7 separate regions of the Mus musculus genome follow, and regions 1, 3, 4, 5, 6 and 7 are each linked to region 2. Evidence: chromatin contacts called from public Micro-C, capture Hi-C and promoter capture Hi-C data. All regions are on one chromosome and are shown on one strand. The core of a region is the stretch at or near the end of the contact, and the rest is flanking DNA. Distances in the headings are between cores, read along the strand shown.

Region 1 (4,108 bases), core at 1,238-3,737, 420 kb before region 2:
CTGAAATGCAGTCCTGTGACCACTGTGTAGCATAGGCAGAGGACCTAAGGAAGAATAGCCAACACACACACACAAACACATATCCCTTATTCTCTTTAACTGTCATACACTCTGTTTGAGGCCCCATCTTCCCTGTCGTCTTCCCTGTTTGAGCTCTGTCTTACCAGCATAGCCTCTTTTATTTATTTATTTTAATTTTTATTTTTTTAAGATTTATTTATTATTGTATCTAAGTACACTGTAGCTGTCTTCAGACACACCAGAAGAGGGCATCAGATCTCATTACAGATGGTTGTGAGCCACCATGTGGTTGCTGGAATTTGAACTCAGGACCTTTGGAAGAGCAGTCAGTGCTCTTAACCACTGAGCCATCTCTCCAGCCCTTATTTTTATTTTTTTTAGGATTTATTTATTATTTATATGTAAGTACACTGTAGCTGTCTTCAGACACACCAGTAGAGGGTATCAGATCCCATTACAGATGGTTGTAAGCCACCATGTGGTTGTTGGATTTGAACTCAGGACCTTCATAAGAACAGTAGTGCTCTTAACCGCTGAGCCATCTCTCCAGCCCCCGCAAATAAGCATACGGAGCACTTAACCGAACACCAGGCCTGCTCTTGTCTGTGTTTTGGAATCAAGATCAGGTTGTGGCAGAAACAAGGTGGAGTGCTTTTGCCGAGGTAAACTGTGGACCAGGCCCAGCTCCCTGTCCCACCTTGTTCTCCCCTGTCCTAGGTGACAACCAGGGCATCCCCATCCTGTCCAACATAAAGCTGAAAGAGGAGCAGCGCATAACCACGACTTCCCCCTGGATGCTCCCAGCCCCTCACGTGTGGCCTGAAGACCATGTGTTCATTTCCACACCAAACTTCAACTACACCGTCCAAGACTTTGAGCGTTTTTTCACAGATCTGCATTTTGAAGAAGGCTGGCACATGTTTCTTCAGTCTCGTGACCTACTGGAGCGCCTCCCCGCACCTGGTGTAGAAGTATATTGTCTCTACGGTGTGGGCAGACCCACACCCCACACCTACATCTATGACCACAACTTCCCCTACAAAGACCCCGTGGCTGCACTCTATGAAGATGGGGACGACACCGTAGCCACCCGCAGCACTGAGCTCTGTGGCCAGTGGCAGGGCCGCCAGTCGCAGCCCGTACATTTGCTGCCCATGAACGAGACAGATCACCTCAACATGGTCTTCAGCAATAAGACACTGGAGCATATCAATGCCATCCTACTGGGTGCCTACCGCACTCCTAAGTCGCCAGCTGCCAGCCCAAGTCCCCCACCCCCTGAATAAAGACCTAGCTGTTATAAATAAGTGCAGGGTGTTTGTTATGGGTTAAGGGGAAGGCACTACTAGGTTCCTTAGATAACCTGCATCACCTGGCTGATGCATGCTTGATCTGGGCTTAGGGGAACACGGGGTTCAGTGGGCTTTGCTAAGGCCCCAGACTGGACTGACTTTGAGATATGTAAATAGATTTTCATTGTCCTAGTTGAGCTGCTCAGGAAGCTTGCTCTGTGGCTTCCTTCTTAGGGGCCCAGGACAATATTCAGATCTGGGTATATGGCTGTTAGAATGGGGACACAGAGAAATAGGATTTGAAGTCGACTTTTGAGTTCTGGTTGGATACAGAAATTTATAATAAAGCATGGTGGTGCACGCCTTCAACTCAACACTTGGGAGGCAGAGGCAGGCAGATCTCTGTAGGCCACTCTGATACACACAGTTCCAGGACAGCCAAGACCACAGAGATTCTGTCCCCAAAACACAAACAAATAAATAGAATTTAAGATATTGGGGCTGGGGATTGTTAATGTAAGAACTTGGATTCCATGACAGCCGGAGCTATACAGAGAAAACCTGTCTCGAAAAAACAAACAAATAAATGGGGCTAGAGAGATGGCTCAGCGTCTGTTGAAAGAAGCTGTTTTTCCAGAGGACCCTGGTTCAATACCCAGCACCCACATGGCTGCTCACAAGTGTCTGTAACTCCAGTTTTAGGGGAGCTGACACCTCACACAGACATGCAGGCAAAACACCAACGCACATAAAATAAGCCATAAAAAAATTAAAAAATTAGGGCCACGTGGTGGTACACATGCCTTTAATCTTCTCATCCAGGCCAACCTTGTCTACAGAGCTTATTCCAGGGCAGACAGGGCTACACTCAACTACACTGAAAAACAGTTTTTCAAGCGCCCCCCCCCCCCAAAAAAAAAGTTTAGGATCTGAAGAAAAGACAGTTCATCTAAAGAAGATTTAATGTGAGACATTAGAGAGAGAGAGAGAGCAAGCACTCAGAAGTTAAGAGCATTTTTTTGCACTTGGAGAGGACCTGAGTTTGGTTCCCAACGCCCACGTGGTGGCACGCCCACATGGTGGCTCATGATCATCTGTAACTTCAGTTCCAGGGAATCTGATGCCCTCTTCTGACCTTGGTGGGCATGTGGCATGCACATACCACATTCACTCACACACATAACTAAGCCTGCAAGGGCTTCATTTCTACTTACTTTTAAGGGGTTATGTGTGTGAGTGTTTTACCTGAATACATGTATGTGCCTGCAGTGCTCAGGGGGTGTCAGCAGAGATGGGAATGGAGGATCTAAGGCGCACCATAGGTCTGGCAAGGAGTGTAATAGCCCCTTCCTCAAGTTATCTGGGACTAGCAGCAAAGACGAAAGTGAAAGAGAAGATGCACACAGCAGCCAACAGCCTCTGAACTAGGGTGGGGGTGAAAGCGAAAGTAGGAAGCGTCCGGAAAAACCCCACAGAAGCCAGGACAGACGCCTCTGCTCCCCCTGGCTGATCCACTCATCGAGACCCCCGCATTCTCACTTGGCCTTCCTGCGAGATGCTGAAGCAGGCAGTGGAACCCACAGGAGGCTTCTCTTTCGAGAACTGCCAGAGGTGAAAGGGGAGTGGAGTTCTAGTCACGAACTGCTGGTGCCTTGTTTTATTGGTGGAGTGGGGGAACCCTATGTTGGGTGACCAAGTAGGGGCTTAAGCCAGGAGATGAGTAGAAATGGGTTTGGGGACCGGTTCAGGGACCCTCCCTTGATGCAGAACTGAAACGCGAGTCACCCCAATGTTTCCAGGAATGCGTCCTTGGAACACGTCCTTCCGGGACTTCGGGTTCCTCATGCACGCAAGACCGGGACTACCATCGCGGGGCTTGTGTTCCGAGTAAGCGGGGTGATAAGGGCTGGAGGGCTAGAAGGGCAGCCACTGCGGAGATCAGGTGGGCATTAAGGCTGGGCTCTGCCTCTGCAGGATGGAGTCATCCTGGGAGCGGACACGCGGGCCACTAACGATTCGGTTGTGGCGGACAAAAGCTGCGAGAAGATCCACTTCATCGCCCCTAAAATCTAGTCAGTATGCCCCGGACCAGTCCCCATATTCAAACATAAGCTGCACTGTCGCTCACTCCCTACTTTGTCCCTGCACGTCCCTGTCCACATCCACCATCCCTTTGTCCCTTAGCTGCTGTGGGGCTGGAGTAGCTGCGGACACTGAGATGACTACGCGGATGGCAGCTTCCAAGATGGAACTACATGCGCTGTCCACCGGCCGTGAGCCTCGGGTGGCCACGGTCACCCGTATCCTGCGCCAGACGCTTTTCCGGTGAGCAAGTGGGGCTAAGATGACCCCTAAACGGGGTATCTGCAGGTGGGTGGAGTTGACAGGAGGCGGGACGTGGAGTGGGGGGGAGCGGGGCTGCGACCTGCAGGGAGACCGGAAGAAGACAGACCAAGCTGAGTTCCGGAAGAGGCAGCGTCAATTGCAGGACGCCAGGCCAAAGGAAGGGGTGGGACTCAGACCAAAAGGCAGTGTAATGGGCGGGGCCTGTCTGCTAACATTAACCCTGCCTGCTCCTCCACAGGTACCAAGGCCACGTGGGGGCATCACTGGTCGTGGGCGGGGTTGATTTGAACGGACCTCAGCTCTACGAGGTGCACCCACATGGTTCCTACAGCCGTCTGCCCTTTACTGCCCTTGGTGAGCTCTTCCACCCTTTAAATCACACGAATCCTGCTCCTGCAACCCCACCTTCAAGGTTTGTACCTCCGCAGCTAACAACTGACTTCGGATGC
Region 2 (4,024 bases), core at 613-3,112:
TTGCAGAGATGGAAGGAGCCTGGGGCACAGAAAGCATCCCTCTTCTCACCTCTTGCTCAGGCTCAAGACTAGACCAGTAGCAAAGACCTGAGGTGAGATCTCAGGATGCCCCAGCTGTATCAGTAGAACCTGAAGTGGCATAGGATCTGGTGAAAGCCGCTCACACAGGACAGGAAGAGATCTGTTCCATGTTTGAAGGCAGAGCCTATAACGAGTCCCTGCTTCATTTCAAGGGAATTCAGTAGCTTTCCTTCCTCAGGCTCCTGAAAGGGGGGGGGGGGGGGGGCTTGCCGTGGCTTCACACTCACTCTGGAAGTCTCTTCCATATCACCTGAGTCCTACTCAACCTCCACCCTCTCTTCCGAAGCCATATCACCTTAGTGCAATCTGGTTTCTCACCTGACATTCGGGTCTCCTCCCAAGGAAACTTCACATCCCCCCCCCCCCCCAGCCAGACTGGTTATTGACTGTCCCCTTCCCAAACCGTGCTTATTTCTTTCTGTCTTAAACCTTTGTCTCACGCCCTTTCTAGGATCCAAGACACCTTTCAGATTCCACCTGTCACTACCCAACTCCCTCCAAGGTCCAGTTCAAGGATTTCCTCCTAAAGTCTCCCGGCCCTATCCTATCATGCAGACCACCCATAAAGGACCAAGACCTCCAAGAAGCCATGGTGGTTGGGGGAGAAACAGCTGCCCCTCCCCCCATGCAATGGACCAATGCCCCCTGGCCTTCCTCCCCCTCCCCATTTCCTGCTGGGTCTGCAGCCCCCCTCCCCTCCCCTTCCCTCCTGATGACAGATTTATTCCCTGCTCCAGACAAAGAAAGCACAGGCAGGCACTAGAGACACCTGAGTCCAGCTCTCTGAGGACCCTTTCCTGGGCACCCAGGGCTGGGCAGGATGAGGTGTTAGGTGTAGACTGCAGGCGGCTGCAGTTTTGGCAGTGGGTAGCTGGATCTAAGAAGCAGCTACTCTCCAGCTGCTGTGAACTCAGGCGGTTCTGAACTCCAAGGATTCCAGCCAGAGGAGGTCGGGGAGCAGAACTCACCATCTAAGCACTCTGCCCCCAGAGAATAGCAGATACTGTGTTCTAGTGATGTGGGGGATGTCAGGCAGAGTTCAAGAGATGGCATTATCCCCGTCTCGGGTCTTCTGAAGTCCCCTAAAGTACTGTCTTCTGCTCCACACCTGATCTCTTAAGGAGCTCAGCATAAACTAAGTTTCTCCTCTTTCAGTCACTAGTTTCCTTTGAGCACCTGCCCACTCTCTACTTTCTCACCAATAATCCTCGCGGTCGCAGGTAGTTAACCCAGACTTGGTGAGGTGCCCGGAGCTTCCTACTTGGCTCACTTTCTTGCGTTTAGAGAAGGACTCTTACGTCTGAGCTGCGGAGTTCCCCTTGATGGCGCCCAAGGGAAACCCTCTAGGTGTGCGGTCCCGCCCTCCAGCCTGGAGTCCCTGCGCTCTGCACACTCACCGGTGATGAGCACCGCGCGAGTGGCCACCGGCAGGCGAGGAGGGCGCGCTAGGCGGGACAACGCGATCCAGCCAGCACCAGCCAGCACCACGAGTGCCGCCGGCGGGGGCAGCAGGCGCTGGCACAGCCAGTCGAGAGCAGCCAGCAGGGCCAGTGCCGCCAACAACGGGCGGCCCAGACGCAGGTCTGAGCGCAGCAGCTGCAGCAGCGCGCGGGCAGCCACCAGCAGCCAGGCGCCGCCCGACGGCCAAGGCCAGCGCTCCATGACTTCGGGGCCGGGCTGGGGCGGGGCGGGGGCCTGGTTGGGGAGCGCCGAGAGGGACTCGAGGCTAGGACACGGAATGCAGAGGAACACCGGCCTGGGGTGGGAGGGATACTCGCTTTCTTTGCGGGGTCCTCGGACCCAGCTTATAAAGCGCCCTGGGGGCGGGGTTGGGGCGGTGCGAAGGCGGGGCTAGGGTGGGGCTTTCCTCCACTTCTATCTTAGCACCCCACGCCAGGCAGGTGCCCCCCCGCCCAGCCCCCCTGTCTAGATCCGTTTTCGAAGAAGCCGGAACAAAGTCCCCAAGTTGCATGAGGCGGAGCCGTCAGTCGCCAGCTTCGCCCGGGAAAGGGCCAGTCTGCCCAACCCTGTGCCTTACATCTCATTCACTCCTGTGCGCCTATTGGCATGCCAAGGACTCTGAGCCTCCGAGCTCAGGAGTGCACATCCTGCTCACGCTTCCTCAGGGATACTTAACACACACATACCACCAACATCAGCACCACCACCACCAACTTTCATTCAAGTATTCCACATTGCTGTGGCTGTGACTGCCATGACTTCCAGAACACTGCATGGAAGCAGCCAGAGTCTGCTGCCAGCCACACCCGCCCCCGCATGCAGTGCCAGGCATGGCCTTAGGTCCCTGGTACACACGCCCAAATGTGCACTCTCACCTGGGTAGTTCTCAGCCACAGCTAGGAGAGAAGGGGGGTTCTGTTTCACTTCATTTTCTTCCATAGTCTAGAACTGGGGATGGAGGGAGAGGAAGGAGGAGGAGGAGAGAGACATACATACAGAGAGACAGAAACACACAGAGAAAGACAGAGATGGAAAGGTCAATGAAGGCATCAAGGTCTCCTTTTTTCTTTAGCTTCATCTACCCCCTCCCCAGGAACCAGTTAATGGGAAGACCTGGGAGAAGGGTCAGGACAGGGTGGTCCCTGATCTGCTACACTGAGTCCCCAGGGGATGAATTAAGTAGTGTGTGGGTGCATTTCCCTCCCTGTGTGTATGAAGGTCCTTGTTTGTGTGTGGCCTGGCACCCTGCGCCACCCCCGTGTCTGGCAACCTGTGCCTAACATGCATGCCAGGGCTCTGGCAGGCACTGGGGGTTAAGTGCAGAGCGAGGAGCAAAGCCGAGCTGTGGAGATCCCTACGTCTGTGAACCCCCAGACCTTCCCCCCTTGACACACACACCTCCCCATTCCTCATCTCTATCCTTTCTAGGTCCTGAGAGGGTCATAGATTCCTTATCACAGCTCTCTGTCCTGCGGTTCATTCTCTTCCCTGTATCCAGAATCCGGTCCAGTGTTTCATGTAAACACTCAAAGCCCTCCCTTCCATCCGGGTGTGGGTTCCTGAAGAGCCAGTGAACTCTTCGGGAAGGAGCTGGTGTCCAGACTCTCTTGAGAGGAAGAACTCTGCATGAAGACCCCTGTTCCCCACTCAGAGTCACTCCTCTGTCCCCACTCAGAGTCACTCGTGTGTTTCCATCCACCCATCCTCTGTCTATAAATATGGACAATGGTGGAACCCTGGCCTGGGTGTCAGGACTTGCCTGAGTAAGCTGTGTGTCCCTGACCTTGGGTGTGTGGCTTTGAGTTCTTTTATATCTGTGTCTATGGGGTTCTATGCCCTGTGTCATGTATGACCTTATGTGTGCTTGCACATAAGTGTGTATGTGCTACGTGTGCTTCCTATAGCTTCTGTCTCCTCTTCTTGCTTCTAGGAACTCAGAGAAACAATCCTTTTCTAAACCCACTGACTCCGGTTGTTCTGAGTCAATTGTCCAGGTCAAGAAATGAATGACATGCCTTGCTTTAACTAAGTTATCCTCCTTAGAATCCAGCTACAGTTTTTCCAGCCTCAGCCACTTTAAGTACTTTCCCTAAGGTAGGAAAAAGAGAGAGAGAGAGAGAGAGAGAGAGAGAGAGAGAAAGCAGAGTCCTAGGGGGAATAGTCAAGCTTCCCCCGCCACACACACACACCAGTTCTCAGAGCAAGAAATAGACACAAGAGAGCAAGGTGGGGAGAATGGGAAGCAGGGCTCTACCCTAGTCCCATGAAGTACCTGGGGAAACCCAGGACAGGGAGAGAGGGAGACTGGCTGAGAGTAGATGGGTGGAGGGAATTGTCTTTGAGTAGGATGCTTCTAGAACAAATACTTCTTCAGGTGGAACTTTTCCAAGTCTTGATGAGATTGGTTTACCTGCCACACTTACATGACACCCCTTTCCTGAGAACCCCATTTTCTAAGTCAGGAGACCAGGGCACCTTCCTC
Region 3 (4,020 bases), core at 741-3,240, 380 kb before region 2:
GGGGCTAGGGGTGTACCTCAATAGAACATTATTGGCATATATTTAGATCTTTCAAAGTCTTTCCAAGGTATGGGCAACGATCCATAACAGGAGTCTACAAGGCCAGTAGCTTCCAGGGGCAATAGCACAAATCTTCATCCAAGAAGTACAGTAATATCATTAGCTTTGCTTTCTTAATTTCAAGACAGGGTCTCACTCTGTAGCCCAGGCTACACTGACTGATGAACTCACTATAGAAGCAGGACTGACCTCAAACTTAGAGCAATCCTCCTGCCTCAGTCTCTTAAATGCTGGAATTACAGGTGTGCACAACTATGCCCTGACTGCATCATTTTCACAATTTTCTGAAAAGGGGACACAGCTCAGTTGTTAGAATGCAAAATGCCCAGGATCAATCACTGTACAGGGGGAGGAAGGAGACTTAAAAAAAACTTTAAAAGCACAGATTTCTACCTCATATCTTGTTTCTTTCTTATTTTTTGTTTTGCTTCATGAGACAGGGTCTCACTCTGTAGTCCTGGCTGACTTGGTACTCGATATGCAGTCTGGGATCATCTCAAGTACCATGGTAATCCTGCTCCTTCTGCTTCGCAAATGCTGGGGTTACAGCATTTAAGCTACCATACATTGTAAGCTGACCATGTAGCTAAGTGAAAAGGGTTCAGGCCCTGAGTTCAATTTCCATCAACGAAATCAGCAGAAAAATAAAGTGAAGACTCCCCCCACCCCACCCCCAAGACAGCCTCACTATATCAGACTGTCCTTTAACTTTTGGGCATCCTCCTGCTTCTCTCTCAGGAGTGCGGTGATCACAGGCATGCACCACCAAACCAGGGCTTTGGAGTATTTTGTTTTTGAGACGGGGTCTCATATAGCCCAGGTTCGTCCTAAATGTACTATGTAGCCTAAACTAGCCCTTATTGATCGGAAGTGTAGTCTACCACATCTAGAGAAGAGTAAAACTCTTGAATTTGTATCTTGAAAAAAAATACTTCAAGATGTCACTGTTTGCTGTGACTATCTCAAAATGCTGGCCATGACAGATGTTCCCCCAAGGCTTAATCTGTATCTATTCAAGTCAGTGTCCCGATAGCTTTAACTAAACACTACTACTGTGTGAACGCAGGAGACAGTTTTCCAAGGAAAAGACATTGGTGATAGATTCAAAAAGACACAGGTTAATTTCCTCTACTGGTGAGTGAGGGTGGAAATGAACGGAAGTTTCACAAACCGAGAAAGCAGCTATCTGAACCTCGAGGGTATGAAACCACAGAGTTAATAGGAGGCTCACATGCCTCAACAAAACACTACATAATCGCAGTACAGACGTGCCCAGGCGTTCTCTGCAGGGCTAGGTAGGCCACATCCGATTATGATAAGCTTTGAATGCTGCAGGCTACAAGGTTTAGTTTTTCCCTACAGTGACTAAGGAGGCAATTTTAACGAGTGATTTTTCTGGTGCGAATTATACACGCAGCAGCTTCAGAGGACTGAGCGGGGCTCTCCTTATAAGTATGACAGGTTTGCCTTGCAAGCGACCCAGCTGGACTCTGGCCCTTTTTCCAGCCAGTACATGGAAGCGATCGATGGCCCCCGCAGGACCCTGGCGTTCAGTCGCAAGGGAAGGGTGTGGAGTAGGCGCCGCACACAACAAGGTTAGATCAACCTGACCCGCGCTGGACGCGGGACGGCTGGGCCACAGACAGGCAGATGACCAAGTCCATCGGGCCTAACGCGGCAGGAGGTTTCGAGGCCATGCCTGGGGACCGCGGGTAGCCACAGCCCGGCCTGCTCCCCAGCCCACAGGCCCCAGTGCACGGGGACCGAGGGCTCGGAGTCGCGCCAGGCCCTGGCTGCGCCCGCGGCTGAACTCGCAGGCCCCTCACGCCGGTCAGGCCGAAGCCCCGAGCCGGAAGGCCTCACCTCGCGCGGGCGGCGGGCTCTCCGGAGTCTCGGCGGCTCAGCCCACCGTCTCCCAGCCCAGGCCACGGGCGCCGCCGCCATCCTCCCGCGTCAGCGTGGTGGCGTCATTACTGCGCGCGCCTGACGCCAAAACAAACTTGGGCGGCCAAGGGACGGAAGGGAGGCGGAGCCTCCAGACGCGAACGCAAGTGTGTGTAGGGGGGGGGGGGGGTTCGGAGTGCCTGCCAATCAACGTCTTCGGGGCGGAGCAGAGCTCTTTTCCAGGGGTGGGTCTGTTTGCCGCTAGACACCGCTGGGGAGCCATTTGTGGAGGGAAAAGTTCTGGGAAAGGTAATGACCGAGAGAAATGGAAAAAAAATGGCAAGATTCTTCTATAGATGAAGGAGTTCTTGAAGGGCAAGGGAGTGTGTCATCACGCCAGGGCTAATTTTTTTTAATGTATTGATGCAAAAACAAATGAATCACGAGATTTATAACATAAAATAAAAAGTAAAAAAGATTGTTAATGTATTGATGCAAACACAAATGAATCACGAGATTTATAAAATAAAATAACGAATAAAAAAGATTGTTACCAAGCTTGACATGGTGGGCACATTCCTTTAATCTCAGCACTCAGGCAGGAGGATCTCTGAGTTCCAAGCCAGTGTGGTCTACAAAGCTAGTTCCAGGACAGTCAGGGCTATTACAGAGAAACCTGTCTCAAAAATAAACAAAGAAGCTGGACGTGGGGGCACACGTCTTTAATCCTAGCACTCGGGAGGCAGAGGCAGGCAGATTTCTGAGTTCGAGGCCAGCCTGATCTACAAAGTGACTTCCAGGACAGCCAAGGCTATACAGAGAAACCCTGTCTTGAAAAAAAAACAAAAAATTAATTAATTAAAAAAATAAAGATTTTTTTTTTTGTACTAACACACTAGGTTTTGAAACAACTTTTACTTTTTTAAAAAAGACAAAACATCGTTAGCCTGTAATCCTAGTACTTTGGAAGCAGCAACAAGAAAGACTTTAGTTTGAGGCTAGCCTGGTGTATTTATTAAGGTCCTATCTCAATAAAAAAATTCATCAGTGTGTTCCCACATGCCTATAATCCTGGCACTCAGGAATTTAAGGGGATATTGCAGTGAGAGGTTTAAAAAAAAAAAAAGGCCAGGTTATAGAAGTTATAAGTTTTCTTGGGATACAGATTAAGACCATCTTTCAAAATGGCAGCAATGAAATTTGTTTCTCAAAGGGTTATGGGATTACTAAAAACATGAACTTTAACCCAGCCTGGTGTGATTTGGGAAGCAGAGGGGGGACCTCTGAGTTCAAGGCCTGCATGGTCTGTCTATAGCAACAGGATACCCAGGGCTGCTGCACAGGGAGACCTTGCCTAAAAAAAACAGCATGAGGAGGGGTGATACCCAGAGTAGGGCTTCCCCTTCTCAAAAGAGACAGGGAAAGTGGATGGGGGAAGGACCTGTGTGACTGATTACTGAGAGGAAAGGAAGGGGTGATAAAGTGAATAAATAAATAATTTTTAAAGGTTTATTTTTTTTATGTAAGTACACTGTAGCTGTCTTCAGACACACCAGGAGGAGGCGTCAGATGTCATTACGGATGGTTGTGAGCCACCATGTGGTTGTTGGGATTTGAACTCATGAACTCTGGAAGAGCAGTCAATGCTCTTAACTGCTGTGCCATCTCACCAGCCCAATAAATAATTTTAATAACAACAAAAAAGGAGCATTGATTTTGGGGCCAAATCTGGGATCAAATCCAGCTCTGACATTTCCACAGTTATATGAATTCTCGGGGAAGATGTCACCCTCAAGCCTTTCCATACGAATTTCCTATCCTTATATTTACTATGAACATATTGTAATCATGATTTTAGTCTCACAATAAAAAAATAATATAGAAGTCCAGAGTTGATAACACTCAGAAATCTATAGTCTTTTATTTGTCAAGGTATTTGGCAAATAAAGGAACGAGTATTTACTCGTATACGCTGTATATTCAGGTATTGGTTTGGGATCTAGGGAAAAACACAGGCTTAGCAGGAACGTGTTCTGGTGTGATGGCAACTGGTCCCAGGACATCTATCTGAATGGT
Region 4 (3,520 bases), core at 26-2,525, 350 kb after region 2:
ACAGTCTCTCTCTTCTATTAGGACAACAGATAAGTGGAATAGATTTACTCTCGGCTGTACTGGGAGATAGCTTCTCATATAGATTTACCAATCTCGCTTCTCAGAAACAAGCCTATCGCTGATCCCCCTCCAATGATTCTTTACACGTAGGGCTGTATCCTTCCTACAAGCACCCCGATGTCTGGCGGAGGTCACAGCCTAGGCGACAACCTCCGCCAAGCTCCGGTTGGAGCTCCGCTCGGATTGCCGAGCCGGCACTAGGACACGCAAACCATCCCACGAACCGAACCATCGCGGCGGGCCAAGGAGAAGGCGGGTCCGCCCGAGGGCCGAGCCGAGCCGCCCCGCCAGCATCTGCCTCTTTCTTGCTTTTCGAATCCGGACTAAGGAAGTGAGCCTGCGCCCCCGGCTCAGTTCCGGGAGCCGCAGCGTCCGCGGCGCCGTCCGGAACACGCCCGGGGCCGCGCGCAACAAGTGACTGGCGCGCGCCTGGGTCCCCGCGGCCTCCCCGCGCGCACCGGGGGTAGGGTGGGGGGGTCCCTCCCCGGCGACTTACGATCTCCGAGCGACCGTCGCGGCAGGCGTTCTGGAAGCGTGTCTGGCGCTCCTCGTGGGGCCGGTCCCTGAAGCCCGTGTACTTAATCTGCAAGGCAGAGAGACGGCCCCGAAATCAGGAGTCAAATCCGCGGCGGCACCCGCCGGCCCGCCCGCCCGCTCCCCGCGGCTCCGATAAGGGCAAGCAGAGCCTGTGGGCGGACTGCTTGCCGGGGCGAGATTCCCCCTCGGCCGGCGCGCCGTCCCGGGGGCTTCCCGGCAACCGAGCCGCTCAAACTTTTCTCCTCCCCGGGCCCACTCGGGGCGCGCCGAGGCCTCCGCGCCTCCCCAACCGCCTCACCTCGCACTCGCGGCTCAGCTTCCTGAAGAACTCCTCGTTCTCGAACTTGCTCCTCTGGTCCGGGACGACGCGCGGCATCTTCCCGCCCTCAGGCCGCGCCGGCCGGCCGCGCTCCCCAGGCTCGCGCGGGCACCCGCTGGCGGGCTCCGGTGCTGACCGCCTTGACCGCCCACCCGCGGCACCCGGACTCCCGCTTCTCTTTGTTTCAGGAGCCCGCCCGCGTGGCCTCCCGCTCCAGGGAGGCTGAGGTGCGGCCGTGTGCTTGGAGCCCAACCCACGCTACCGCCGCCCGCCTCAGCCGTTGCCGGCCGTCCTCCCTCCCGCCCGCCCGCGCAGACACAGCTTCCAGCCTCCCCCGGCTGCGGCCGCCACTTCCTCTCGCCGCCCTCCTCGCTCTCCCGCCCCGCGCCGGCCCCACCCCTCCTCCTCCTCCTTCTCCTCCTCGCGCGCCCGCCCGCCTCAAACTCTAGCAAACAAGACGCACCATTCACAACTCCACGACCCGCGCCGCGCATGCGCCACCCACCCGCTTGCGGGGCCGCTGGGTTGCAGTGAAACCCTGCTCCTTCCTCAGCACTTCCCCTTGCCTGTCCGCGGGCTTCTCTGCGAACAACCCGCCCAGAAGGGATCCGCCCCTCTCTTAGCAACTAGAAGCGGACCCGCAGACCTTTTTTTTTTTTTTTTTGGCCCTTTGTGAGCGATCTGGAACTTCTTGGCTCCCCAGCCAGCCACGCAGAGTCACCCCCAGAAGGGCCACTTGAATTCAAGGAAACCTAAATCTTAGAGGACTTTGCATACAGGGAGGGATGTGGACTGTGCACTGAAAGGTGGAAGTAAGCATCTAACCAAATCATGGTGTAAAAAGGTGGTGGCTATTGAAACGGGGTTGGCCTTAGGATTCCGTGTAGCTCTGCCTGCAGACAAGGTTTAGACAAGTACCAGACCAGTAAGTCTCAGATTAGTAATTTCTAAAATGCACACTCATAAGTTCATGGCGTTAGTAGGAGAGTGTTTATGTAGATCTAGCACATCATTTAAAGGAAAACTATCTTAATTATATGTAACCGGTTGCCAGTCCATATTTTTACCCAAATGTGCAATCAAACAAGAAAAAAAAAAAAAAATCCAAGATCTGCAAGTTCTAGAGAACTTACCAGAGCAGAAGAAAACCAGACTCGGGGTTTGCAGCAGAGCTTGAGCTAAAGCTGACCCTCAATAAACTCTGATCCTTAAAAATCGCAGTTTGTTAAAAGTTCAGTTCAAGGATGGCAGGTAAGTGCCAACTCTTGGCAGCAGCTGGCCAGATGCTAAGGATTGTGAAAAGATACTCATAAGTCACTGGAATCAGTTCTGAGGTCAGTTGTTAATGCCTGCTTGAATACAGATTTTGGCAGAATTTCACTGCTAGTCCAGCCCAATCTCATTTATTAGATAGGGACCTAAACGTGGGTAAGGAACTGTCCTAGTTTGCCATAGACAGCTCTCATTTTTAGCAATGACCTCCCCCCGCCCCCCAAGCCTTCTGAAGCTGCTCAGTCCCTAACAAACTAGGAGGGTTAATCATCTTAACTGAAGTCTGGAGAGTTGATTACCCAAAATTAAAGGTTTGTTGGTGGGAGTGGTGTGTGTGTGTGTGTGTGTGTGTGTGTGTGTGTGTGTGTGTTTTGAGTAAAACATACTGCCATGATAAAACACCATGTCCAAGGCACGTTATAAGAAGAGTTTGTGTGAGCTTACCACTCCAGAGGGTTAGAATCCCTGAACGGTGGAGCATGGTGACAGAGGCAGGAAACTGAGGGCTCACATCTTTAATCAGAAAGCAGAATAAGATTTAGGAATGCCAGTGGCTTTGAAACCTCAAAGATGGCCCTGGGGACACATTTCCTCCAGCAAGGCCACACCTCAACAGTGCCATCACAGGGGATTAAGTATTCTAACATCTGAGCCTACGGGAGGGCCATTTCTCACTCAAACCACCACAGTCTAGGCGGTGCAGTTCAAACCCAGGGATTCACCTCATCAAGCGCTTTACCACTGAGCTGCAGTCCCAGCCTTCATGGTCAGGGGTTTTAGCAGTGAAATTTGTAAGCAGCACGTACTTACAGTGCCAGCGACTTTGGCCACCGAGGTGGGAAGATTTCTTGAGCCGAGGACCTGTGCCAAAAAAGAGAATCAAAAAAGGAGGAAGGAGGTGATTAGGTTGATGGTTTTAAAAGACATACTCCTTCCATTAGCAAATATGGAATTATCTCCTTCTTGGGGCAGGCACCCTCCATCCCACCCCAAGCCTATAGAACAGATTAGGTGCATGAATGGATGCCAACAACTTCTATCGATGGATCTTCAGCTATTTTACCATCTTTTCACTTAGTCATTCATTTATTTATCTATTATTTTTGGTTTTTTGAGACAGGGTTTCCTCTGTGTAATGCTAGCTGTCCTGGAATTTACTCTGTCCACCAGGCTGGCCTGGAACTCAGGGACCCACCTGCCTCTGCCTCCCAAGTGCTGGGACTAAAGGTGTGTACCACCACTGCATGGCTTCATTTATTTATTTATTTTTAATGTTTGTGTATATGTGTGCCCGTGCATGCACACACACGGGTATAGTGTTTGTATGCGGGC
Region 5 (3,648 bases), core at 707-3,206, 450 kb before region 2:
GGCATTGCGGCACACATCTTTTATTCTAGCACCTAGGGACTGCCTGTGAGGGCAACCTGGTCTACATAGAGATCAAAGCCAGCTAGGGCTACATAGTGAGACTCTCTGGGGGGGGGGGGGAAAGCAAAAAAGAAGAAGAAGAAGGAGAAGGAGAAGGAGAAGGAGAAGGAGAAGGAGAAGGAGAGGAGAAGAAGAAGAAGAAGAAGAAGAAGAAGAAGAAGAAGAAGAAGAAGAAGAAGAAGAAGAAGAAGAAGGGAAGGGAAGGAAGGAAGGAAGGAAGGAAGAAAGAAAGAAAGAAAGAAAGAAAGAAAGAAAGAAAGAAAGAAAATAACTTAAAAAAAAGAAAGAAAAGAAAGAGAAGAAAAGATGGGGCCTCTGTGTGTGTGTGTGTGTGTGTGTGTCCAAAGATCTTCAAGTGTTGTTCCTCAGTAGACACCCACCTGTTTTTTTGTTTGTTTGCTTCTTTGGTTTTGATTTTTGGACTGACTGGGGTAATGCTATTAGTTATACCTTGTATCTTTTTTTGGAATATTTATTACTCATAGCTTGTATTATATTTCTTCTTGCTCAGTTTATTTTTCAATTTTAAAGGTAAATTTAAATGTGTGTGTGTGTGTGTGTGTGTGTGTGAACCCTGGTACAGTCTGAGGGAGCTGGAGGGCATCAGATCCCCTGGAGCTAGAGACATATGCAGTCATAAGCTACCTGATGTGGGTGCTGGGGACTGAACTTGGGTCTGGGGCAAGAACAACAAAAGCTTGTAACCAGTGAGCCTTCTATACAGAGAGTGCAGGATAGGAGATGCAGAGCCGAGAGCACGCGCGCACAGCTGGAAAGCAGTTAAAGGTGCCAGAAAGAGAGGGAGGCCGATTGCAGCCCGGAAGAGCTGACTGGGAAGGGTTAGTTGTTGAGCTGCTTCAGGGAGGTCCTAGCCGAGCGGCCCACCCAGGCAGTTGGGGCTGGCGGGTGGCAGCAGAGGGCGCGGATTCTAGAGTCAGCCCAAATTCTAAAGGCTACACCAGAAAGGGAGAAAGAATGGAGATAGAGCAGAAAGATGAGCCCTGGAGCTTTCTGATAGGAAGGAAGCGGGGTGGGGTGGGGGAAGAGGCCAAAAGAACAACTCAGAAAGATAAAAATTCTCAAGTCAAGGCGACTAGGTAAGTTATCTGAGTGTGAAAGAAGTTAGCACCAAGAAAGGAAAGGACTCGGGTGCAGGAACCTCCAGGAGGTGAGGTTATGAAGGAGCAAGTTCAAATGAGATAACTGGGCTATCCCAAAGTGTCGATGAGGGATGGGCCGGTGTAACCTCTAGCGAGGAGGGAGCGGACTCCTCTAGGAAGGGCATACGATCTTCAACCACCTGCTAAGGGAGAGGCTGCAGCGAGCAGAACTGAGGGAGAGACCGTAGGCTACCAAAGTCCTGGAGAAGCGTTAGAGAGAAATGATGGTAATGGAAGAGTATGTATGTGAGGGTGATGAAAGACTTGAGGAGGTTTGGGGTGGTCACTGTGACATTGACCAGGTCCTGCTAGCTTTCCCGCTATGGAAGAGTATGTATGTGAGGGTGATGAAAGACTTGAGGAGGTTTGGGGTGGTCACTGTGACATTGACCAGGTCCTGCTAGCTTTCCCGCTAAATAACAAAAAGTGACTGAGAGCTAATTAGATTCAGGGAACAGAGCCAGTGCACCCTGCGCCCCGTCTCACCATCATAATACCCCTAAAAGTTAAAATACTTTCCCTCACTTTATTAAGTATCGCATTTGGGGCTCAGAGAGGGCAACCCCTTACCCAAAGACACACAGGAACCCTACCCTCCAGCAGCTAGAGTACTTCGTTCCCGGGGTCCTCTCATCCCCCCTCGGGGAGGAGCCGACCCGAGCCCCTCCTGCTCCCCGCCCCCGAGGGGCGGCCCGGGGGGCGGGTGGAGGAAGTGAGCGCAGCGGGGTGGAATGCGAGCGGGCGGGGCGGGCCAGCCTGGGGCGGCGGGGACTGCCGGCTGGAGGCCGGGACCGCGGGCCAAGCGCGCGCGATGCCTCACTTCACCGTGGTGCCGGTGGACGGGCCGCGACGCGGCGACTATGACAACCTCGAGGGGCTCAGTTGGGTGGACTACGGCGAGCGCGCCGAGCGGGAAGACTCGGACGGTGAGGGTGCGCCCGGCGGGGGCTGTGGCCGGGACGGGGGGCATCTACACGGGACTCGCGCCTTCGGACCGCGCGCGCAGACGTCCATGCAGGACTCCACTTTTCTTGCTCCTTGCGCGCTCAGACCGATGAGTCTTTTTGGTCCGGGACTCCCGGGCTAGGTCGTCCTCCACCCACTCCCAGCTCCTCCCCCGAGGGCCGCGGGCGGGGGCTGCAGACGTGGCCGCCTTGGGAGGCCGGGTAACGGGCTGCCTTGCTTAGGCTGGCGCCGAACGCGCCACGGGTCTGGGTCCAATGGAAGCCTGGATTGTAGCTTCCTCACTTTCTGTGAATCGCCCCCATCCTCTTGAGTGTCACCCTCTCTTCCTCTATGACTCACCGCCCCTCTCTTGTCCTTTCCCTACCCCTGCCTCCTTGCACACTGGCCCGGTAGGAGCAAAGGGTGTGCTCGCTGAAGAGCCTGTGTTGGCCTTGGTCTACGTAGATCTGTGCGTATCATGGACACCTAGGGAGCAGTCACACGGGGCCAGGCTTGTCTAGGCACTGTACATGAAGCAACTCGCTTTAATCCTCCCAACCTCCCCCATGGGACAGGTTCTGTTACTCGCACTTAGGAAGGAGTGAAGGGCGGTGGGGAAGAGTTATGTAACTTGTTCCAGTGGGATTCAAACCCGGATATGAGAATGTAGTGCCTTAACCTAGGTATCAGGGCTGGTTATAGAGGTAAACCCTTTCTCCCTTCCAGTGCCCCATCTCTCCATCTTCCACCCACGGAGGCTCCTCACACTTGGAATGGGAACGGTCCTGGTTATATGTGTCTGTCTGTATAGCTGTCCAGGCATGTGTAAATGCACGTGTGTCGCTGAGTATCACAGGGTCAGGTCAGGACGTCCTTATGGCTACTGTTTCCAGGAAGGCTGCCAGTGATGAGCCTGGTGCTATGATAACAAATGCCTGTGATGTCTGAGGCTGACCGTGATAGAAAGGTGTAGGAAATGTGTGTTGTGTCTGGTGATGGTATCGGAGGCTATCTGATAGGTCTGTGATGGTGACATGCTTGAGGGGTAGTCTGTGCTTCATGTGAACGGTGACTGAATGACCTGCCTGCCATGTGGACATACAGGCCAGGGGCATGGACTGCAGATGTCACGGAGATTTGTCAGGTTTCACAGCTGTGTGTAAGTAACCCTAGATCCCACATCCCCTGCTGCCCCTTGCCTGGTCCAAGGTGTCGGAACCATATCCCTCCTTCCCTGGGACTGGAAGGATGTCTGTCCCTAGATGATGTACTGAACTGCATCCTGGAGATTAGCCTGGACCAATGGGCAGTACTGAGCCTTTTCTTTGGCTCCGCCTTGGTCCCTCACAGGTTGATAGGAGTAACCTGGAGCTATGCTGGCTGTTGGCTGTGCCCTGCCAGATCCCTCCAGGCTAGGCCAGCTCCTCCCAACCCCACCCCCTTCTTCTCTTCCTATTTACTTTTCGGCCAGATTGTGGTGTGT
Region 6 (3,778 bases), core at 6-2,505, 360 kb before region 2:
TCAGTATGTACACCATTATCTCTGGTCAACCACCTCAATGTTCAAACGTCTCTGAATCGCACGGAAACATCTCATTTTTATACATACTATTTCCTTTTTGTAATATGTGTCTTCCACATAAGTGCCTCGAGGACTTTTCCTGGTATTCAATCTCCTGTCTATAGTATCCAAACTAGCCCTAACAGTCTCCTCTCAAACCAGCCCTCTATCTCCCTCACCGTTATTTCCCCATTCCCATCAAAGTACCCTGACCATCCTTTTACAATAACATTATATTACAATGCTGGTGGCCTTCTGTCCTGGGAACTCTCATCTGGGAAGAGTAGCCCCAAGGAGGATACTGGGAGCCTAAGTAAAACTCGAATGAATTGGGAACATATGGGCTTGCTGACGTTTGGAACCTAATCTAACCTCATCAGAGCCTGTCTGTGATCTGCCTTCAATCCAGGAGAAACATGCTTTTGGGGTTGTCCACCTTTTGCCAGAAAATCGTTTTCAGAGCAACACCTGGCCTGGGAGTATACACTTTTGGGGGGAAGCCAAGTTGCAGGGTGGGCACAGAGGCTCTTCAGCAGATCACTTAATTCTAGGCCTAGAACTCGCTAAACCGACACTGCACCAGGCCTCTGAACCCTGGCGAGGAGGGATACGGGGCCAGTTCTCAAAGCACTGAAATTTGGAGGCAAGGAAACCAGATGGATTGAGTGGATTCCGAGGAGAGCGCCATACCTTCAGCCAAAACACTTAAGAACAAGGCAGAATGGTCTGGCATAGGATGGGGAGGGGTAACACCCAGGGGTCTGCGCCATTCTCTGGATATACCCAGGGATCATCCATGACTCCAATTCCTGTCCTCCGCAATCAAACCGGAGGATCCCGAGTCTGGCTAATGGAGCCTATGGCACCCGAAAACGGTTCAGATCCACGCCATACGTCCACCACTTCGCTAAGAGCCTACACACCCCATCCCGGCTCACCTCCGGCGGGCCGGTCCAGTTTGAGTATGTCCCGCAGATGCTGCGTGGCGTCCTCAATGTCGATGCTCGCGCAGGAGGCCATGGGCCCAGCCACGAGAGTCCTGCTCGCCCGACGTTAGTTCCTCTACCTCCGCAGTGTCCAATTTCGCCCAGCCACGACCCCGCTAGAGAGGAGACAGAGCACTACACAAAACCTAGCCGCAGTTCGCAAACCGCCGCCCGGACTGCGTCCGTGAGCCCTGCCAACCCCACCAACCGCCTCCACTTCCGGTCCCACTGACCTTCGCTCCCGGAACCTACAACTACCGCAGAAGAAAGGTTCCGAGCTCAAGGAGCCCCAGTTCCTATCAGAGGCAGCCTCCGTAGGCTGCTTGCTCCTGGCTAGCCCAGTAGTGGCTAAACTTCACAAGACTGAGAAAGAGTAAATGTACTCAGCATTGGACTGCCTAAAACCCTACCATCTCTGGAGATCTAACCCAGGTCCTAGGCCATTCTGATGAACTGGATAATGGTACAACAAAGCCAACTTTACCACTCAGGTAGTAACTTTTCAGACCTTAAATAAGGTGAACTGGTAAGGGTCTGTTCCCCCGCTTAGGAGTAAGCAAGACCAAGACATCTTCGAGGTCATTAGCCCCAGGAGATGCAAGGGCAAGGGAGATAGTTTCTACCCCCAAAACTGTCATTGTTACCAACTGTCCCCAGTAACCCCTTGTCCCACACGGTAACTTCACGTTAGGAATAAAGAGACCATAGTTTACAAACACCTCTTTATTGCAGACATTTCAGGCACAGGTACATGGAAGAAGCTGTATTGCAGATTTTATACAGGGTGGATTAAGAGGCAGCTGGCATCTACCTCTCTCCCACCCCTACTTCCCCCAATACACAGCAGCTAGAGATCAATCCCACTGGAACCTTCTGTGTAGCGTCCAGGACTATGCTGGTCTAACCAGGCAACCTGTGGAGTATGTGGAAATCTTTACTCTCCCCTCACAATGCAGGAGAGCAGGGAGAAGGGCATGTTCAGGTGTGCCTAGCCAATCCTAAACCCCAAATCCTGGGCTTGGTTCTAGCTTGCAGTTGCTATTTTAGTAGCTTTATACTATCCAGAGGTCTCAAGGATGAAAAGCTATATCGGTACTGAGCAAGACCTGTGCCCAGACTAAGAAACAGGGCAGAAACTGCCATACTAGTTAAGATTTCCTGGGATTTGAAGAGTGTATGGGGTATGTGGAAAGTAGGAAGATGGTGTGTAAATGCCCTGCACAGGTCTTGAGGGGAGAGTTAGAGCACTCCTTCACACTGCTTCCTTCCAGTGTGGAATTTATACTCCACCTAATGGCGCCTGGCTCTGATATCCCAAGCAGGCAGCACAGCATCTCTCGCTTTGCTTGGGGAATGTGGGCATCTGCATGTCACTTATTTTGGGTATAGAGCAGGCCCCTACATTTAGGACTTCAACCCAGAGGGTATAAATATGGGAAGCCATATTTGCTAAGGCCTTTCTAGCTGCTACAGAATATCTACCCTGCTACTAGACCCAAATCTACAGAGCAGAGGCCACAGGTGGTATCAGACAGAGCTGACTGAAGAGCCTTCAGTCCAAGAGAAGCTTCAGGCCAGGCCTGCGTTCCAAAACCCTGGGGCTGGAGAGAACTCTGCCCCGGCCCGCAGACATGCGAGCTTAGCCACTTGAGTGAATCTGCTCCTTGCAGTAGGTTCTGTTGAGGTGAGGCAGATGGGGGTGGGGAAAGTGAGACAATGGGCTGGAACTGTTGATGCCCAGCCAACTACTTAACTAATTAAAACAATTTAAACTGTTAAGAAAATTTTTGTGGTTTTATTGTATCATGAGGCATTGAAACATCTGAACAAATCAATATCTGGGCGGTTGGTGAGGCAGCTGCTTTCTCCTTCACTTCTTTGGGTTACTAGAGCAACTTGTCAGTAGATTAAAAAAACAAAACAAAACAAAAAATAAAACAAAAACAAAACCCGACAATCGTTTGCATTACTTAAGTCTTTCCAAGGCATGCGCTGGTACAACACAAACTTCCTGTCAGATGCGACTAGTCTAGCATCCAAACATCATGCACAACACCGTGGTGACAGAAGCGCCCTGCACCCGCTCCCGCCTCGGCCCTGCTCGTTTGTGTATGATATTTGGAGCATCTGGAGGAGTGAGCTAGGATTGGGAAGAGGGAGGAGGAAACAGCGTGACTGTGGCCAGGAGGAGGTCAGCCGAAGTTGTGCAGGGCAAGCCTGAACATGTCATTGGTGCAAACCCAAGCATCGTTGATGTTCTTTAATAGAAACATCTGGTGGAAACCCATGATGGGATCTTCATCAGCCTGTACGAAGGGAGAAAGAACAGATTCAGTGAAGGGGCTAAGGAACGGAAAGGATGTTTAATGGTAGTACAACCTAGGGATCAGGTACTAATTATCTTAACACTGAATTCCAGTACAGAATAGGTATTTGTGAACGTGAATTACTATGTGGGAAACTGCTGGTCACATAGGTGTCAATAAATGGCTACTCACATGTATATTGAAAGGCAGCACACTTTACCACTTAGCTAGGCAGCAGAGCAGAGGACTTGCCTGTCTTTTAGCTCAATGTCTCAGGGCAGAAGTGATCAAAAATTTTAAGGAATCTTGAAACACTATTATTTATTAATTTATCCCAATCAGAAGAAACTACTGATAAATGGTTTACATTTTAAAACTGAGTTCACATTGGGCCCAGTGGCACATACCTCCTGTCAGTGTGTATATGACAAGGCTATTTAAAACAAG
Region 7 (4,047 bases), core at 653-3,152, 470 kb before region 2:
TATACAGAAAAACCCTGTCTCAAAAAAATAAAATAAAATTAAAAATTAAAAAAAAAACCATAAGAAACAAAATGCTCAGCAGCTCAGCAGGTGAAGGTGCTTGCTGCCAGCTTTGGCATTCTGAGCTTGGTCTCTGAGACATGCATGATGAGAGCAGAGACCCAAGCCCTTCCAGTTCTCTGACCTCCACACCTGTAGACACACAAAGAAATAAGTAAATAGATGTTGTAATCTGTTGCAGTGGCGGGAGAATTAGCTCTATTGGTAAGGACGTATGAGCGTGTGGGCCTGAGTGTGGATCCCTGGTACACAGGCAAAGAGTCAGGCACAGCAGCCTCTCACCCTGAACTGGGGAGGGGGGGAGGGGGGGGAGAGGGTGGAATCTCTGGGCTTGCTGGCCAGTCAGGGTCGCTGAAGTGATGAGCTTCAGGTTCAGTGAAACCCTGCCTCAAAAAAGATAGGGAACAATGAAGAAGATACTTTTAAGTCATCACCTCTCTCTCTCCCTTCCTCTCTTCAAGATTTTATTCTATTTATGTGTATAGATATTTTGTCTGGGAATCAAACCCGGGTGCTCTGGAGGAGCAGCCAGTGTCTTCAGCACTAAGCTCTCTCTCTCTCTCTCTCCAAGCCGTATTCTTTATACCCTTCAACTTCCTGGGGCTTATTAAGAACAGAACAAGCGGGGTGCTCGGCCCGCACCTCACTCTCTTATTCCTTTGTCCTCTTACCTCTCCTCTCACTTTTCTCTTTCTCTTTCTCTTCTTTCCTCTCTTCTCTCTCTCTTTCTCTCTCTCTCTTTTCTTCCTTTCTACCTTCTCTCTTTCTCCTGCATTTCTATAATAAAGCTCTAAAACCAAAAAAAAAAAAAAAAAAAAAAAAAAAAAAAAAAAAAACAAAACAAGTGTGATATTTACCCTCAAACCCACAATGGTGACAGGGAGACCGGAAAACCTGAGAGTTTCTCTTCCCCTTTGTCAACTTGGCCCGCACGAAAGTGGCAGTGGGGGAGGGGAGGGAAAGGAGCCAGGTCTGAAGCCAGCAAAGAACACCTTGGTGTGAAGCACAGCCCCAAAGGAATACGCGGTCTAGAGTGGGCCTACCAATGAAACCTACTTACTAGCTATAGCAGGCAAGGACTTACTTACTAGCTATAGCAGGCAAGGACTTACTTACTAGCTATAGCAGGCAAGGACTTGGCTACTTTTAGCATAGCACTACTACAGGCAGCGCACACTAATGTACAGTCCCGAAAACACAAATACATCGTCCTGGGTAGTCCAAATTTTCTGCCTCCTTATCGAAGAGTTTGCTCATTTCCTTCTTAAATTCAAAATATATTTATTCATTTGAGACAGGGCTCGCTCTGTAACTCTATCTGGCCTACTCATTATGTAGACCAGGCTAGCCTTGAACTCACAGAGATACACTTGCTTATGTCTTTCAAGTTCTGGGACAAATGTTATCATGTCCAGACTCCATTTCCTTTTTGAAAGAGGGTTTCTTGACATCTCCAAGTCCCCATGCCTCCTGAGGAAGGTTGCAAAAACTGGATCCTCTCCAGTGGGGGCCAGGGGTCAGAACAGAAAAGGTTTTTTTAATGGAGTATAAGCATAGACCCTGAAACTGCCTTAAGGGATGGGACTTCTACAAAAACATACATGGCCAGTGTGTGTGTGTGTGTGTGTGTGTGTGTGTGTGTTTGTGTGTAGTATGGGGGGGGGGAAATGTGTACATGTATGGTATGTGTTTGTGTGTGTGTTATATGTGTGGTGTCTGTGTTATATGTGTGTGTGTGGTGTCTGTGTTCTGTGTGTGCATGCATGAAGCCAGGGCTGATCCTGGAGAAAGCAGAGAGGGTAAGGGCTCAGGCTGGAAACAGGGTGGGGCTTGTAAGGACAGGAACTAAGTCCTTGAGGTTTCTGGGAGAGCTCTGGCCTCAAGAGCCTCAGACACCAGGCGTGGAGCCGCTGGACACAAGTAGCAGGTCTGAGGGCTTATCCATCTGCCCTGGCTTCCACACTGAGGTAGGAGGTCAGCCTGCAGCCCCAGGAGGAAGGTGCTGGGATGGGGGGCTCTGCTGCCCTGGAAGGTATTCCATGTCCTTCCATCTCTCTAGCTGACAGACTTTTGTTCCTGTGCTACTAAGTATTTCCCTGAAGCACTCAGGTGCTTACTCTCTTCTTACCTCACATGATCAATAGGAGAGTCCTGGGTGGGCACAGCATCTGCTGAGGAGGGAGACCAGTCCTCACCTTGAATAGGGCTGGGGCATGCAGGTGTGTGTTCCTAATAGTTCCCAGTTGCTGGCTGGAGTCTTCAGAGGATGGTAGATAAGGTGGAGAGGTCAGTGTGTCTCGGTACTTGTGTCCCTTGAAGAAGTCAGGGAAGGCTGCAGGTAGTCAGGGACAAGATGTGGTCTGCAAAGAGCTAGAGGCCCTTTCACTGTGAAAGAAACACCACGGGTCTACTTTCTTGGAGAACAGTCCCTAGTCGCAGCTAGGAATCACCTGGGTTGGTCCCTTGGGAACAGTAAACAGGGGGGACATTGGACAAAAGAAACCTAGACAGAAGCAGGCCACGGAAGTGCACTTCAAGACGGGGATAGTAGGTCTGTAGCTCCCCCTGGCGGATGTCATGCACCTCTTTCCCGTACAGCGGCTGTTTGGAATCTGGTGACCTCAAACCTCTTCTCACCAGACCTGGTCTGTGCGTGGCTTAAATTGAGGCTCAGGATTATATCACTGCCTTCTGTCCTTCTCAGGCTTTCGCGACCCTCATCCGTGCCGGCTTGCTCCGCCCTGAGCAAGATGTCGCTCACGGGCCTCAAGGGTCATTGGGTGCTTGGCCATGGGCTTTCAGTGTTCCTGTTGGTGCTGCTGCTGTTAGGGCCTTCACAGCCTCTAATATGGACCCAGACAAAACCAGGCTTCTCTGGTGCTTCCACTACATCAAGCATCCCCAGAGCACTCACCAAGCCCGACATTTCCAGCATTCCAACCACTCCTGGCAACCCCAATTTCCCAGACCTGCGAGATCGCGCAAGAGCTCTGATGCAGGAGTTCCCGCTTATAGATGGGTGTGTAAGGATGGCTTGGGGGCGGCCAGAATGAAACGGGGTTGAACATACACCTGGGGTGCAGAGGGTTCGGAGCCTGCTGTACTAATAAAGGTCCTCTCCTACTACCCACCCCTAGATGCTGTCTCCTATCAGCAGTGGGTGACCTCTTTCTATCACTTCTCTAGTGAGGAGTCCCAGCCCAGCCCAGGTTTTGGGGGATCTCAGTATGGTCTAGGTAACGATGGTAAGGATGGGAGAAGCTGTCAGAAATACGTTCTGCTAGACTTGGAAACCAAAGGGGCACAGTGTGTGTGTGTGTCCAGATTATTACAGAGCTCATTAGAAGTAGCCTAGACTGGGCTGGTGAGATGGCTCAGTGGGTAAGAGCACCTGACTGCTCTTCCGAAGGTCTGAAGTTCAAATCCCAGCAACCACATGGTGGCTCACACCCATCCGTAATGAAAAAGTAGCCTAGACTAGACTGTCCTGAAACTTTAAATGATCCTCTTGCCTTAGCCTTCTGACTGCTAGGATCACAGGCAGAAGTACTCAGCCAATTTTGTTTGACCTAACCTCTTTTTTGACTCTTCTACAGCCACAATGACATGCCTCTTGTCCTGAGACAATTTTACCAGAATGGACTACAAGATGCTAACCTGAGAAACTTCACCCATGGCCAGACCAGCCTGGATAGGCTTAAAGATGGCTTGGTGGGAGCCCAGGTACACACACACACACACACACACACACACACACACACACACACACACACAGAGAGAGAGCTGCTGAGGAAGGTTGAAGAAATTGGTGCCCCAGAAATGACAATTTAGTCAGATGGGAACTCAGTTACCATAGTGACAAAGAAATTAAAAAAAAAAAAAAAAAAAAAGCCCTAATATAAGCCTGTGGCTAGATGGGTCAGATTCATTACATGTGGCCTTTAAACCCACAAGTCTGTCCATTGTAAGGCCAAGGTAGCTCTCCTA

The links. Promoter capture Hi-C pulls out the DNA fragments that hold promoters and counts their contacts. A called contact is a pair of places that touch in the nucleus more often than the background predicts. Capture Hi-C pulls out chosen DNA fragments and counts their contacts.
Region 1: a promoter capture Hi-C map of liver shows a contact between it and region 2. The contact joins the promoter of Psmb10 here to the promoter of Hsd11b2 in region 2. A contact is called at or near these places in 8 of 39 promoter capture datasets (the C10 cell line, cranial neural crest, embryonic stem cells and 4 more), 1 of 484 Hi-C or Micro-C datasets (the G1E-ER4 cell line), 2 of 115 datasets of contacts at active chromatin or transcription factors (large pre-B cells and pro-B cells) and 2 of 9 other capture datasets (adipose tissue and liver).
Region 3: a promoter capture Hi-C map of hematopoietic stem and progenitor cells shows a contact between it and region 2. The contact joins the promoter of Pskh1 here to the promoter of Hsd11b2 in region 2. A contact is called at or near these places in 3 of 39 promoter capture datasets (cranial neural crest, hematopoietic stem and progenitor cells and pre-B cells), 2 of 115 datasets of contacts at active chromatin or transcription factors (large pre-B cells and memory CD8 T cells) and 2 of 9 other capture datasets (adipose tissue and liver).
Region 4: a Micro-C map of embryonic stem cells shows a contact between it and region 2, with 2.4 times the contacts expected there. The contact joins the promoter of Cbfb here to the promoter of Hsd11b2 in region 2. A contact is called at or near these places in 2 of 39 promoter capture datasets (3T3-L1-derived adipocytes and stem cell-derived epiblast-like cells), 1 of 484 Hi-C or Micro-C datasets (embryonic stem cells), 1 of 115 datasets of contacts at active chromatin or transcription factors (memory CD8 T cells) and 1 of 9 other capture datasets (pancreatic islet).
Region 5: a capture Hi-C map of embryonic stem cells shows a contact between it and region 2, with 3 times the contacts expected there. The contact joins the promoter of Slc12a4 here to the promoter of Hsd11b2 in region 2. A contact is called at or near these places in 5 of 39 promoter capture datasets (cranial neural crest, embryonic stem cells, liver and 2 more), 1 of 115 datasets of contacts at active chromatin or transcription factors (memory CD8 T cells) and 3 of 9 other capture datasets (adipose tissue, embryonic stem cells and liver).
Region 6: a promoter capture Hi-C map of pre-B cells shows a contact between it and region 2, with 3 times the contacts expected there. The contact joins the promoter of Edc4 here to the promoter of Hsd11b2 in region 2. A contact is called at or near these places in 5 of 39 promoter capture datasets (cranial neural crest, liver, neural stem cells and 2 more), 3 of 115 datasets of contacts at active chromatin or transcription factors (embryonic limb bud, embryonic stem cells and large pre-B cells) and 1 of 9 other capture datasets (adipose tissue).
Region 7: a promoter capture Hi-C map of embryonic stem cells shows a contact between it and region 2. The contact joins the promoter of Dpep2 here to the promoter of Hsd11b2 in region 2. A contact is called at or near these places in 9 of 39 promoter capture datasets (cranial neural crest, embryonic stem cells, hematopoietic stem and progenitor cells and 4 more) and 1 of 115 datasets of contacts at active chromatin or transcription factors (memory CD8 T cells).

The regions. Positions count from the first base shown.
Region 1 is chr8:105,936,771-105,940,878 of GRCm38.p6, reverse strand. Psmb10 (proteasome (prosome, macropain) subunit, beta type 10) reads left to right here and starts at 2,487. Exons shown (of 8, transcript NM_013640.3): 1 at 2,487-2,924; 2 at 3,113-3,200; 3 at 3,288-3,385; 4 at 3,498-3,638; 5 at 3,898-4,013. The coding sequence starts at 2,869. It overlaps Lcat (lecithin cholesterol acyltransferase), which reads left to right. Exons shown (of 6, transcript NM_008490.2): 6 at 739-1,328. The coding sequence ends at 1,307.
Region 2 is chr8:105,516,584-105,520,607 of GRCm38.p6, reverse strand. It overlaps Hsd11b2 (hydroxysteroid 11-beta dehydrogenase 2), which reads right to left and starts at 1,862. Exons shown (of 5, transcript NM_008289.2): 1 at 1,479-1,862. The coding sequence starts at 1,743.
Region 3 is chr8:105,898,444-105,902,463 of GRCm38.p6, reverse strand. It overlaps Pskh1 (protein serine kinase H1), which reads right to left and starts at 1,990. Exons shown (of 3, transcript NM_173432.2): 1 at 1,924-1,990.
Region 4 is chr8:105,168,429-105,171,948 of GRCm38.p6, reverse strand. Cbfb (core binding factor beta) reads right to left here and starts at 1,275. Exons shown (of 6, transcript NM_001161458.1): 1 at 896-1,275; 2 at 557-643. The coding sequence starts at 973.
Region 5 is chr8:105,964,423-105,968,070 of GRCm38.p6, reverse strand. Slc12a4 (solute carrier family 12, member 4) reads left to right here and starts at 1,956. Exons shown (of 24, transcript NM_009195.3): 1 at 1,956-2,146. The coding sequence starts at 2,032.
Region 6 is chr8:105,878,358-105,882,135 of GRCm38.p6, reverse strand. Edc4 (enhancer of mRNA decapping 4) reads right to left here and starts at 1,255. Exons shown (of 29, transcript NM_001301100.1): 1 at 978-1,255. The coding sequence starts at 1,059. It overlaps Nutf2 (nuclear transport factor 2), which reads right to left. Exons shown (of 5, transcript NM_026532.4): 5 at 1,734-3,331. The coding sequence ends at 3,218.
Region 7 is chr8:105,989,628-105,993,674 of GRCm38.p6, reverse strand. Dpep2 (dipeptidase 2) reads left to right here and starts at 1,902. Exons shown (of 11, transcript NM_001301204.1): 1 at 1,902-2,027; 2 at 2,765-3,079; 3 at 3,657-3,783. The coding sequence starts at 2,811.